4 separate regions of the Mus musculus genome follow, and regions 1, 2 and 4 are each linked to region 3. The links are chromatin contacts, called in public Micro-C and promoter capture Hi-C maps. All regions are on one chromosome and are shown on one strand. The core of a region is the stretch at or near the end of the contact, and the rest is flanking DNA. Distances in the headings are between cores, read along the strand shown. Region 1 holds the start of Pltp (phospholipid transfer protein). Region 2 overlaps Stk4 (serine/threonine kinase 4). Region 3 holds the start of Wfdc2 (WAP four-disulfide core domain 2). Region 4 overlaps Stk4 (serine/threonine kinase 4).

Region 1 (2,957 bases), core at 19-2,518, 290 kb after region 3:
ACCCTCTGGATAGACTCCACTCTCACCCACAGGTAAATTCTTCCAGTGTATCATCGCGGTGTTCTTTGGTCCAAGCTACAATTCTGCTGGTTCGTATTCCCCTTTCTTGGACCCGCCTACCTCCAGTCTTTTTACCTAGTAGCCTTACTCGTTATTATGGATCCCACCTCATTTAATTGGCCACGCCCAGACCCGCCCAGTCTGGGGCGGTGTCCCAGGTCATCCCACCACCTTTGAGACCCCGGCCCCCCGAGCCTTACTTACTCCGAGATATTGTAGTAAAAGTGGCCCTTTGCGCCGTACACGTCTGGGATGGTGATGGTCTCCAGCTCTTGTTCCAGAAAGCGCAGGCCTTCCTGCTTCACTGAGATAGCATGGAGACACTCAGGTCCCGCGCCCGGGGCCAGAGCACCCCACCCGGTCCACGGCTCCCGCCGCGCGCCTTACCCAGATCCAGAGCCGCGGAGGTGACGCGGATCTTGCAGCCCGGGAGCTCGGCGTGGGCACCTGCCAGGAGCGCTAGGAAGAGGGCCCAGAGCAGGACCATGGCGACCAAGCCTGGGGGCAGGGTGGGGTCGAGTCGCAGGTGTCATCTGAGAGGCTCAAAACCACTCTTTGGTCATGCAACTAGAACGGAGTGCTGGCCCGGACCGTTACTGCCCGTAAAGTGTTTGGGGCACTCGGAACCAATCATCTTGTCTTTGCCTGATGCAAAACCGAGGTTCCGAAGCACGATAAGACTTGCGCCCTGCTTCCAAAGGATTTGGGGCTCGGTTCCCCCGTGCAACTGCCTCGTGACAAGTTTGGATCTCAGGAGGATGAACAGCCCCCCATCCCCCACCAACACTTTCTCTTTTCCTTCAGAGGAGGGCGTGTGCTGACTTGTGCGTTGGTATGGCGACGACCACAAGCGCATTCCTGCTGAGTAGCTTGAGGTCTCCCAGGCCGCGCGCGGGGATGGCCCGACTGAGCGCTATCCCCTGAGTCCCTCCGCTCCCCTAGCTCCTAAGACTCCGCTATAACGCATTCTGTCTGGTGCCCCATCCCGGAGCCCTCCTTCATCCGCTCTCCTCCCCACCTGGATTTAGTGAGCCACACAACTCACGAGGGTCTGGGGATGCGATGGGGACGCGCCCCAACTCACTTAGTAGTGTGGTCACGTGGGGCGACAGGCAGCGCGGGGGATCCGGGCGGCGGGGTCTGGCGGGTAGCGCGGGTCCAGCAGCCTTTATAAGTCTGGGCCTCCGACCCCCCTCCTCGCCGCGGTTCTTCCCTCCTCCTTGGGGGCTGGGAGGGGACGGGGCGGGACGCTGGCAGTTGGGAGGGTGGATAGGGCAGTACGGAGCCTGTGACAAGCCTAGCTGCTGTCTGGACAAGTGGGGGACTCGCTCCTAAAAGAGCGAGAAAAGTGAAGAAAGCGGCTTGCCAAACCACTGCTGTGGAATTCCAATCACACAGCAATTCCTGCACGCTCCTAAACAAACTCCTTCACTTGGCTGCGGAGCCTCAGTTTCCTCACCCAGCACCGAGTGCCTCCTTATGGGAACTCCCACTCGGCTTCCACGCTAGGCCAGCGAAAGCCAATGCCCTACGGTCATTCCCCTTTCTTTTCTCTCACAACCGTCTCCCGCTGGCTTTGTTATGAGACCCCAACCTACTTGATTGGCTTTTAGGGCCCCAGGGACCTTCCCCTATTGGAAAAGCGATCATCCCAGAGGGAGGTTTGGCCTTCCTGAGGAACTCTGAATTCTTTAGTGAGGACTTGGAGGTGGCTGCTTTGCACAGTCCCCCTCACCCCGTGCACCGCCCCGCACAGTTCCGAGCATCACAGTGGAAAACAGACAGTAGATGCTTGCTTTCTTTTTGTAGCCATGCGGGCGAAATGGAAAGGGGGAACTGATAAAGATGTTTGCTGAGCATATACTTAACACTCAGCACTCAGCCAGCTCAGCTGACCCAATAGTCTTGTTTTGTCCAGGACCTTCCTGGATTCAGAACTACCCACGGGAATCCACTCAGTCCCAAGCGAACCAGAATGGCTAATCACTCTAGATCTGGTTTTACCTTCTTATAGTCTGTGAGGCTGGCTCTCTGGCAGGAAACTGGAGGTTGAGGTTGAGACAATTCTGTGACTGTAAATGCAGAATTCAAGGATTGTTCCAAAACAGTGTGAGGTAGGATTGGTAGCTCAAGAAGCCTTCTCTCTGAGGGACCAGCGCTTACATCCTAGGATGTCAGCCTCAGGACACTTATTGTATAAATAGCTCAGGCGATTTTCTCCTTCTAAATCGTATCTAAAATAGTATATATTAAAGGTTTGGGGAGGGAGTGGGGTTTTGTTTTTGTTTTGGAGGGGAGGGAGGGTTGAGAAAGGTTCTCATGTAGCCCAGGCTGGCTCTGAATTCTCTATGCAACTAAGGGTGGTCTTGAACTTTGGCTTCTCCTGCCTCCATCGCCAGAATGCTGGGATTACAGATGTACAGCATCACTCCTGGTCTGTCTGGTGCTGGGGATACTGCATACAGGACCTGTGCATGTTAGGCACTCTACCAAGTGAGCTACATCCCCCAGGTTTAGTGTAAGGTTATTGTAAACATAGATGGTTTAAGTGCTGTGTAGATTCTCTGCCATATCCCTAGTGATACATATACATATAAAATATTATATGTATTATGTATAATACATTACATATTATATATATTATGTATTATGTATAATATATTGCATATTATATGTTATATATGTTTATTTTCTTTCTTGCTTTTACACCCTGACCACAGATTCCCCTCCTACCTCTTCTCCCAGTTCCTCCCCCACCTTCCCTCTGTCCACTCCACATCCACTCCTCCATTTCCCTTCAGACAGGGGCAGGCCTCCCAGGGAGAGCAACCAACCTCACCAAGGCATATCAAGTTGCAGTAAGACTAGGCGCCTCCCTCTTGAATTGAATTGCTCTA
Region 2 (3,000 bases), core at 78-2,577, 420 kb before region 3:
CCTATATTAAGCATTTAATAAATGTTATTTTCTTTCTTGGTTTCCGGTGTTGCTTTGGTCTTCTTGGGGATTATACAGCCTCTACTCCAGCTGTAGAAAGAATGCTTTATGCGCATTTCAGAAAGTTTAGAGATTCTAGAAAAACTTAAAGATGTCTTGCTATTTATCACTCTCAAGCAACAATTTCTTTATTTTGATGTGCTTCCGTCCAGTTTTCTATGCTTATATGTAAGTTTCAGTCTTACACAGCTGAAATCTTTCTGCCTATAGTTTTAATTTTGTCATCTAACATAGCCTGTTTCATTGTATATTTAAAAATCTTTGCAGAACCATCTTTAGTAAATTACTGGTTTTAGTTATGTACGTGGATGTGTGAGCGTGAGTACAGGTACCAGCGGAGGCCAGTGATGTTGATTGGGTCTCCCTGGAACTGGAGTTCCTGACACATGGGGGCCACCTGCTGTGGGTGCTTGGAGCTGAGCTCAGCTCCTCTGGAAGAACAGTACTGCTGAGCCTCTGCCAGCCCCGTAGTCAGGCCTTTTTAAAAATATTTTTTGAGATAAAGTTTAGCAGTATAGCCTAGGCTATACTTCAAAATTCATGGTCTTCCTGCCTCAACTTCCCTTTTATTGTTGTTGTTATAGGTAGCTACCACCATTCCTGGCTTAAAATACTTGCTTATGGTCATATAATAGCCATTGCAGTGTATAATTTAGTTGACCTAATCAGTCAGTGTATTTGGCCTTTTGGGTTAGTTGAGATTATTCCAATTTATCAAGCCAGGAATCCTTGACTACCAGAGAGCTGCCTCGGGTTGAGTCTTTGTACTTTCATTTGTAGGACACCTCCTCCCTCAGCTAAGTATGTGAAGTAGCCAGGGTATCCTTCCCGCCAGCTCTCTGGTCGTCTGGTGTTTATTTAGGTTTCAATCTTTTTGGAGAGGTTTCTTCTCCTTACACTCCTGGGCTAGAAGAAAGGTGAAGGAGACTGAGTTGTATTTAGGTCTCTGGCCTGGTGGTGCCAAGTGAATGCCCAGGAGCTGGCCTGGGTAAATGCCACATGCCACTGTGTCCTCACTAGGAGGTGGGAAGACTCTTCTAAATGTGTCCTCACAGGACACACTGTTTTGTTTCAACTTCTTGTCTGTTTTCTGTAGAGCCAGTTTTAAAGTACGCTGAGACTGGGCTCACTTGTACCGTGGAATCTAGTGAGATCTTGTGCTCCTTACTTTCAGAAACGTGGCCAGAAATAGCAATCCGAAAGACACGCGTCAGGCTCGCCAGGGAAAGCTGCTGTGCAGATACACTGAGAATCTGCACGGCCAGTGAATGGCGTCTTTGTCTCAGAACCCACAGCCGCCTGCTTCTGCTGTGATTGCAGTATCAGATCTGAGCTCAGCTTATAGCAGTTACTGAGGTGGCATTGAAAACAAAACTTAAATGCTGTGGTTTGTGTCCCCAAGGGTCACTTGAAACACACAACAAAAATAAAACAAAACATACACTAAACAGAAAGCACAAAACAACATTGCTCCAGCTTGAGGCTGTTTTCATTTGCTCTGCTGGGGTCTGAGACTGCCTGATCCAAGACTGCCTGGCTCCTTTCATTCTCTGATGTTAAAGGATAGTTTTAATCTCAAACACTTAGTCAGCTAGATATCTGAGTCCAGACTAGCTCCGAAATAGATCCTAAGAACTGCAGACAAGTCTGCAGGGTGGGTCCTACAAGGCCCTCTGAAGGCCACTTTGCTGTCTCCCTGTGGCAACCAAGGCTGGCAGCTCACGCATACTCTTATAGTCCAACCGAGGCTGGAAGCTCACGCGTACTCCTATATTCCAATGCTGCTCAGAACAAGCCTGTTGTTGGTTCTCCTGAGGTGGTGAGAGTTAAGTCCGTCCCAAGAGACTCTGGGTTCTGATTTCATTGAAACTGCAGACTTAACCAGAAGCAGATCTGGTTTTAGTCTTCGCTGATGCTTGCTGATTGTAACCTTGAAAACGAGGATTAATTATGTGACTCCTGACACCTCAGATTCCCTATCTATAGTCACATTACACGTTAGCTGTAAGTGATGATCGAATGAAAGGAACATGTGTGCAGAAGTGTGCTACATGCCAGCCATGTTGACAGCCGATGGATGTTAAGGTGGCTCCTGTTATACTGTACAGCAGCTGGCTGCCCAGCTATGATCCTAGCACTTTGGGAGACTGAAGAAGGGGAGGGGTCCTGAAAGTTGGAGGCTGGCCTTGGCTACCTAGTAAGACCTCGTCTTAAAAGAATTACCATATAGCTAGATCCTTGAATCTTGCCTCCTCATCAAGTAATGCTGGTTCCTACTTGCAGTTTAGATGCTTTCTCTTTTGTGTGCCTTGGTCTTGTATGTATGTAGGTCTGCTCTGGTCATTTTGCTTGATTTGCTGAGAATCACAGCATTAGCACCGTGGCAAGAGCTGGGGCCCATGGTGGCTCTTGACTTCTTTCATGGTCAATCCTTAGTCATATTGCCAGTACTGGCAGTTAGGGGTTAACGTTTCCAGCGTGCAGAGAAAACACCTTGCTGTGTGATGCCCTGTCTGTCTGTCTGTCCTGGCCGTGTCAGTAACTCTCGTTTGAGGACATTATAAAGTCTAGCTCATCAGCTCTGTCAGTGTTCTCAGACTTCCAGTCCGTATTCTTGTTTCATTCTGGGTGAATTGGGTTTTGCCCCTGTGAAATGTTGGTTTTGTCTTAAGTCTTTAATGCATTGGCATTAGTTCTGGGCTTTCAGCTCCATGGTAGAACCTTCACCGAGCCTGTACAAGGCTCTCCACTCAGGCCTGGCAACTGCAGAAATAATATAGACAACCATAGAGTCGCTCTTTCCTTTTTAGTACACACATGTAAGGCTGTAAATGCCCTTACATTACCTTACAACTGGCAATTTTTGATATGTAGGTATTTGTCTTGTAAAGTCAGGTTTATTGAGTTTTAATTTACATAATATAAAATTTGCTTCCATTA
Region 3 (3,399 bases), core at 306-2,805:
TAGGGCCTCACACACACCAGGCAAATGCCATGTCCACTGAGACACATCCCCCACCCCTCGACCATCATTTTTACAGATGACAAAAATGGCTCTTCAAAAAGGAGAGGAGTTTCACCCAAGGTCCTTCAAATGGGAAGTGGAGGAGGTGGAACCTGGTCCCTGTCACTCCAGGACCAGCACCGGACAGCCCCCTTTTGATTACGGTAACCGGATATGGTGGTTGACATCATGTGAGGCCAGGAGCACACGATAGTAGACTCCACAAGGAGTCTACTATCAAGCAACAAAGGAAGGTTAGAAAGGGTGAGGAATTTATTATGGAAGCCTATACAAATCCAAACAGGGAGGTTCTTAGAGAAAAGTCTATTCCTGCACATGCCCAGTGTGGTGGTTTGAATATGCTTGTCCCAGGGAGTGGTACTATTTGGAGGGGTAGCCTTGTTGGAGGAAGTGTATCACTGTGGGGGTGGCCTTTCTCCCTAGCTTTCTGGAAGTTAGTCTTCTCTTAGCAGCCTTCAGATGAAGATGTAGAACTCTCAGTTCCTCCTGCACCATGCCTACCTGGATGCTGCCATGCTCCCACCCTGATGATAATGGATTGAACCTCTGAACCTGTAAGCCAGCCCCAATTAAATGTTGTCCTTATGAGAGTTGCCTTAGTCATGGTGTCTGTTCACAGCAGTAAAATGCTAAGACACCCGGTTTGCGCTGCTAAGTTTTACCTGATAATAAAGGGAAGGATATCCTGAAGTGCCAGCGTTGCATAGTCACCACCATAACACTCTCTCTGTTATGTGTCATTTGGTAGGCATCTGGAGGAAACAGAGCCTGGAGGAAGAAATGGAGATCCAAAAACTTTAGCCTGGAACTTCGGTTGGGGACAAGCCTCTGAAGTGGTCCAGCCTGTGCATCACTCTCTAGTCATAGTAGTGAAACACTCTATCCTGCCCCAATGGACTGGGGTAAGAAAAGGCAAAAGAAATGCCCGAGAGAGCTGGAAATTGCACGGGTGTTGCTCCTTCCTGGATGTGTTCCTTGTCAGCTGGCTTCCTTTGTTAATAAGTCTTATTTCTGTAGCCTCCACTACACCAGCCTCTACTAATCCTTGAACAGGGCTCTGCATGCTGTGGTTCATCTGGCCCCAATCTCAGCCATTTAATCCCCAGCATCTTTTGCCTCCTTTTGGCTCCATCACTGCAGCCTTGCCGTTTTCTCCTTAATCTTGGACTCCTGGGGAGTCAACAGACTCTTTAAAACTGATCCCAGGGAGCTTTCAGCTCTCACTGCCCTGCCTTGCCCTCAGGCCTTAGAAAGGTAGGAAGAGAGGGAGGGGTGGACAAGTGTCCGGCTGCAGCCGGCTTGGAAGCTGTCTCGGTTCCTGGTTCCCACCAGAGCCAAGAATGACACCTGATCCAGGGGGATTGTGAAATGGCGTGAGGTGGCAGGGCGCCCGCGCTGCCCGCTGTGCTTCCTACCCGCCTCCTGTACCCCTCACTCGGCCCCGCCCCCCTCCCCGCGCGAGTGCTTAAATCCCCCCCATCCTGGCTGCAGGTCACACCTGCACCATGCCTGCCTGTCGCCTCTGCTTGCTGGCCGCTGGCCTCCTACTAGGGTTGCTACTGTTCACCCCCATCTCAGCCACAGGTGAGTGCAGCCCAGAGTGCCGGAGTCTCAGAAGCCGGGGTTCTGGGACTAAGGTGAGAGGCCAGTGAATATTTAATTTTTGCAACTCTGGGGCCTACAGCTAGTTATCCTTGAAGCTTAGGGTCCGGGGAATGTACTGGGAAGGGGGGAGGGGGAATCAATGAAGGCTTAAAGTTGGAAGGGCGGGGGCTCTCTCAGCTCTGAAAGCAGAGACCTGATGAAGAGGAGCGGGAAACTCCCGGGATGGCGGAAGCTTCCAAGCAGAGGCTCAAGTCCCAGAGGACTGGGGACTTTGAAGCCAAGCATTGGGGAGTTCTCTAGTGTCAGAGACCCCTGGCTCGGGGGTGAGGCTCTCTGGGATGATATTATGGGGGCCCCTGGGCCAAAGAATCCGAAATCCTTGGGGTTGAAATTTGGGGATCTCGGAGCAGGGAGAGGATATGCGGGTGGGACTGGGCTCGGTTCTCCCTGACAAGTCTCTGCTCCCACCCACCCATCCCAAGGCACCGATGCAGAGAAACCCGGCGAGTGCCCCCAGCTTGAACCAATTACGGACTGTGTGTTGGAGTGCACTTTGGACAAGGACTGTGCGGACAACCGCAAGTGCTGCCAGGCGGGCTGCAGCTCTGTCTGCTCCAAGCCTAATGGTAGCCCCGGGGTGACCTGGCGGGGACAGGGCGGGGTTGTGAGAGGTGGGAGCGGCCCGGGTTTGGGTTTGGCGAAGAAGGGCATCCCAGATCCAGGGAGCCCGAAAAGCGGTGGAAACCCGATCCACACGTGCCTCCCTTGTCTGGCCTGGGGTAAATGCGAGGGACAAAGGCGTCACAGAGGCGCGGCCCAGGGGAAGGAGCCCCCCTCCCCCCCATTCCTGGCTGGATTCGATTCTCTGGTGCATGAAGGGCTTCCGGGCACGCACAGCGAGACTTTGTTCCGGGACCTGAGAGCAGTGGCTTCCTAGGCTGGAGTTGGAGGGCAAACCCTGGGTGGCGTCAGTGCCGGGACCCGAGCCTTAGGGACCTGTTGCCCCTTGGGGTTCTTCCCGCAGGGCCCTCAACGGTCTGGCCTAGCAAGACTCAAGATTTGTACCTGAGGGAGGGAGAAATCTTTTGCCACATCCTAAGGTTGTGGAAGTGAGCCGCCAAAATAAATGTTCTCGCACAAAGTTACACCGCCATCCTGTGGCTGGCAGAGGTTCCGTTTCTTTCTTTGACACTGGATTTTCCTCTTGTATCTTTATTTCCACAACCTTTAGGACCGAGCGAAGGAGAGCTCTCAGGGACAGATACTAAACTCTCAGAGACTGGGACTACTACTCAATCAGCGGGCCTTGACCACACTACTAAACCACCGGGAGGTCAAGTCTCCACGAAGCCACCAGCTGTGACCAGGGAAGGCTTAGGTGTCCGAGGTGTGGAATCTAAGCATCTTATTTCCAAGAGGGAAAAGCTGAGGCTAGGAGGTGGGGTGGGGGAACAGAAACCAAAGTTTGTAATTTCTGGTCTTTTGGGGGGGCTACAGCCCCTGCCCCTCTTTTGCCTTTATTATTTTTCTCAAAGATGCCAGGAATGACTGGAAGCAATTTATACTTAGGAGTCCTAAGGTGCTATGAACAGGAAGGTGGAAGGGGGAAATGAGACTTGCCCACGGAGGGCAGATTTTGGCTGTGGATGTGCTATGGACGGACCTGGACAAAGAGGGACCAGGAAAGATGGAGTTGAGCCAACTGGCACATCCAGCTGTCAGGTGGATAAAGAT
Region 4 (3,345 bases), core at 700-3,199, 450 kb before region 3:
GGCTTAACAGAAACACATAAAATTTAGAAATAGCCCTGTTTGGTAAGTGTTTAAGCAGGATGAAAAGTCACCCAAGTCCTCAGCATTTATAAAATCGCGGGGAACGTGCTACCGACACTTCGTGGATGGAATTTTCCTCGGTAGTAGGACACCAGATCCTGTTTTCTCAGAGGAGTGGGTGCGGAGGTGTCAGTTTGGAGACATCAAACCATTCCTGTTGGTTGCTTCTCAGAGAATCCCACACCAGTGTCCACACACTGGGGGGAGCCACGAGCAGGCTTAGACATTCAGTGGAGGAGCTTATTTTGGGGTCTCCAGGCATTGGCTTCAGATGTTGCTGGAGTTGTGGCTTGCATGGGCTACTGAGCAAAGTCCCATCTGGCTGCTTCTGTCCTTGTGGGAGAATTGGGTCCCCTGAGGCCTTGCAAGGAGTCTTGAGGGACAAGGGAGCAGCGTGGACGCTGGGTTCTCACGGGTGCTCTGCTGCTGCTGAGGTGGGGAGATGCGGAGGCCTTGGAGGAAGGTTGGAGGCTGGCTGGCCTGGTGGCTGAGGTGGGGAGGGTCTCGCCTGCTGTGTTCTTTCTGCTGCTGCAGGAATGCTGGAGCCATTGCTTTAGTGGGGACCTCCTGGTTTCTTTGCTGTGCAAGGAGACCGCCAACTCTAGGGCCACAGAGAGGCTGCAGAGCCAAGTGTTTGCTCCCAGCTAGCTAAGCCCTTCTCCAGCACAGGGCTATCCTTTCTATAGCTCTTGTCAATCTTTTATTTTTTTAAATTTTTATAGATAATATTTTGAGCATATTCTTCCTCCTTCCCCAACTTAATGTTCTTTTGTTCTTTTATTTTCAAGATTATAATATTATTACATTCCTCCTTTTCCTTTCCTCCCTCCAAGCCCTCCCATAAGCCCTCCATGCTCCCTTCAGTTTCATGGTCTCTTTTCTCATGAATTGCCATTAAACATATATGTTCCTAAATATACAACCTGCTCCGCCTATATAATGCCACTCGTCTGTGTGCCGCAGGGATGACCCTTTGATACTGCATAGCCAGTTGTACTCTTCCCTGAGGAGACTGTTTCTCCCCTCTTAGGATCCCTGAGTTGCCGTCTATAGCTCTCTGTGTAGGGTTGAGGCCTTCTAGTTGAACACCTGTCCACTTTGGCACGTTTATTGGTTAAAGTTCTTAAAAACCTGCAGGTGTGACATGCCACAGACAGACGACACACACACACACCAGTCAATCATGGAGTCCATTTGGTGTTGGCCAACTACATATTGTGTAAGCAGCAAGCTGCCTAGAGAGTAATTGGTAGAGCCAGTGTCACTCCACTGAAGGAAACAGATTTTTCCCTTTCATAGCAACTATCAGTTGCCATGGCATCTAGGTTATCGGTGAGACGTTGTGCTGGTGTTTTGTGTGGTTTGAAGCCGTGAGGCCATGTGTGTGCTGTAATAGCCTATGCGAGTTCATCTGTCCATCAGCCCTGTTCTGTTGGAAGGTGCTTGTCCAGTCTGGGTTAATCACCATCTACTGCAAGAGGAAACCTCTCTGATAAGGCTGTGGGGTGCATTGGCCTCTACTCCCCTGCCTAAAGAGATGGAGGCTCACTCATCGTTCTTTTCCTTAGTCCTAGACTTTGCTGTTGCCCTTTTTTCAGTAGAGGAGGTTTGTTTGTTTGTTTTCTTTTCACACATTAGATCTGCTCTGGGAACGCTCATTGGTGTTAAGGTGCTGTGGCTTTGGTGTCCTCGAATCAAAACTGCTTGGCAGGATCTTTTTTAAAAACACAGTTCACGTTCAGAGCTCTCGTTGAGACTCCGCACTACAGACTGTTCATTTGTGCTTCAGGCCCATGGTTTCATACTTACTCCGCCAGTCCCGCTGACAGCCGTTGCACACTGTACAGTTGATTCAGCCACAGTGGGAGTGGCTGGCCCCACCACCTTACCCAGGGTGCATGATTGGGACTGAAGTTTTGCCAGTTAAAGTGTTAAGCAATGGTAGGTACCGCATATGGCTTTAATTTAAGTTTCTCTTCTAACTGAATGGAAGCCTTTCTCTTTACCTTTTTAAGAACCGTTGGGTAGTTTTGTGCGTGCTACCAATATTTATCTCACTGTTCCCCAGATTCACAAAGTATTCTTACAATCTTTAAAATGAAGTTCTTTAAAACATTTTATGGTATTTGTTGCAAACACTTCTCAGAATTTATTTTTTAGTTTGGCTTATAAAGTATGTGTCTTATACTATTTAATAATTTTAAAATCTGTGCTGCTCTTTCACACACGTGAAGTAGCTTCTCTCCATCTATCCGTCCGTCCATCCGTCCCTCCCTCCTTCCCTTCTTCCCTTCCTGTCTGTATGTCTGTCACCATTGGAAAGCCTTCCCCAGAACTGGGCTTTAAGTGTATTCTCACATTTTCCTCTAGAATTTACAGTTTCCGTTTTTGCAGTTGCTGTTTATCAGTTTGGAAATTCTTTGTTTTGGGTGTGAGGTACATATCCACTGTAATCTTTTCCCAAACAGCTATGTGGTAGTTTGAACTTGCTAGGTTTTCTGGTCTGCTCAGCTGCCCGGGGAACCTAGGGTGTTTTGTATAGTTACTGTGTTCTGTGCCTGCTCAGCAGGCTCCAGGCTGATTGACACTGGGTTCTGATACTCCGTGCTCACGGGTAGGATCAGGTGAGGGTCTGATGCTCCGTGCTCACGGGTAGGATCAGGTGAGGGTTGCTATGCAGCTGTTTCATGGCCTGTCCTTCCTCTTGACTTCCCAGACGAGGGAACTAAGCACAGAGCATGACTTCTTGTCTCCTTAGCAAGTCCCGTGTCACAGTTTTACAAGCTTGTTTTATTATTATAGTTCTTGTAGTACTTCGGTATGCAGTAATAGTGAAGCTTGAAAACTAACAAAGCAAACCTCAGAAGCACCTTGTATTTTCTGTAGAACACACAAAACAATAGTGCGTCGTGTCTTCCTTGTGTGAAATCCCCTGTGAGAAGGAAGCTGCAGCATAGCAGTGGTAGTACCTTGCAGTGGCAGACCTGGGATTGCCTGACATGGGTGATAGAGAAAGAACACGAATGTCTGAGGAGTCACTTAGCGGTTTGGAATACTTTTCTCCTGTGTATAGGAGTTTACAGAGCTCAGCTCATGCTGTAATATGGTATTATATCCCATAAAAGTCATTTGTAAATAATATTTTAAAATTATTTATGGGCCAGGTATGAAGCTACATGCCTTTAATCCAAGCTCTTGAAAGACAGAGGCAGGGGGATCTCTGAGTTTGCGGCCAGCCTAGTCTACGTAGTAAATTCCAGGCCAGCCAGATTTGCAAAGTGAGAC

The links. Promoter capture Hi-C pulls out the DNA fragments that hold promoters and counts their contacts. A called contact is a pair of places that touch in the nucleus more often than the background predicts.
Region 1: a contact with region 3 is called in a Micro-C map of embryonic stem cells, with 2.3 times the contacts expected there. The contact joins the promoter of Pltp here to the promoter of Wfdc2 in region 3. A contact is called at or near these places in 1 of 484 Hi-C or Micro-C datasets (embryonic stem cells) and 1 of 115 datasets of contacts at active chromatin or transcription factors (pancreatic cancer cells).
Region 2: a promoter capture Hi-C map of cranial neural crest shows a contact between it and region 3. The contact joins the enhancer-like site here to the promoter of Wfdc2 in region 3. A contact is called at or near these places in 6 of 39 promoter capture datasets (the 3T3-L1 cell line, the HPC-7 cell line, the SN4741 cell line and 3 more), 1 of 484 Hi-C or Micro-C datasets (cortical neurons) and 1 of 115 datasets of contacts at active chromatin or transcription factors (pancreatic cancer cells).
Region 4: a contact with region 3 is called in a promoter capture Hi-C map of cranial neural crest. The contact joins the enhancer-like site here to the promoter of Wfdc2 in region 3. A contact is called at or near these places in 9 of 39 promoter capture datasets (the 3T3-L1 cell line, 3T3-L1-derived adipocytes, the C10 cell line and 6 more), 1 of 15 datasets of contacts at CTCF or cohesin (the NIH/3T3 cell line), 4 of 484 Hi-C or Micro-C datasets (cortical neurons, palatal mesenchyme and uterus), 1 of 115 datasets of contacts at active chromatin or transcription factors (embryonic forebrain) and 1 of 9 other capture datasets (embryonic stem cells).

Annotation. Positions count from the first base shown.
Region 1 is chr2:164,856,440-164,859,396 of GRCm38.p6, forward strand. It overlaps Pltp (phospholipid transfer protein), which reads right to left and starts at 1,269. Exons shown (of 16, transcript NM_011125.2): 1 at 1,145-1,269; 2 at 448-558; 3 at 265-364. The coding sequence starts at 547.
Region 2 is chr2:164,140,969-164,143,968 of GRCm38.p6, forward strand. All of the region lies in intron 10 of Stk4 (serine/threonine kinase 4), which reads left to right. Among named protein-coding and RNA genes, the nearest start is that of Kcns1, 29 kb to the right of the region's middle. Within about 2 kb of position 1,328, at least 64 of the 459 cell types and tissues checked have an H3K27ac peak or open chromatin away from gene starts, as enhancers often do. A contact at or near this core is called in cortical neurons, where this site is marked.
Region 3 is chr2:164,561,161-164,564,559 of GRCm38.p6, forward strand. Wfdc2 (WAP four-disulfide core domain 2) reads left to right here and starts at 1,556. Exons shown (of 5, transcript NM_026323.2): 1 at 1,556-1,644; 2 at 2,148-2,291; 3 at 2,897-3,052. The coding sequence starts at 1,566.
Region 4 is chr2:164,113,807-164,117,151 of GRCm38.p6, forward strand. The region is part of intron 9 of Stk4 (serine/threonine kinase 4); the gene reads left to right. Among named protein-coding and RNA genes, the nearest start is that of Stk4, 41 kb to the left of the region's middle. Within about 2 kb of position 1,950, at least 16 of the 459 cell types and tissues checked have an H3K27ac peak or open chromatin away from gene starts, as enhancers often do.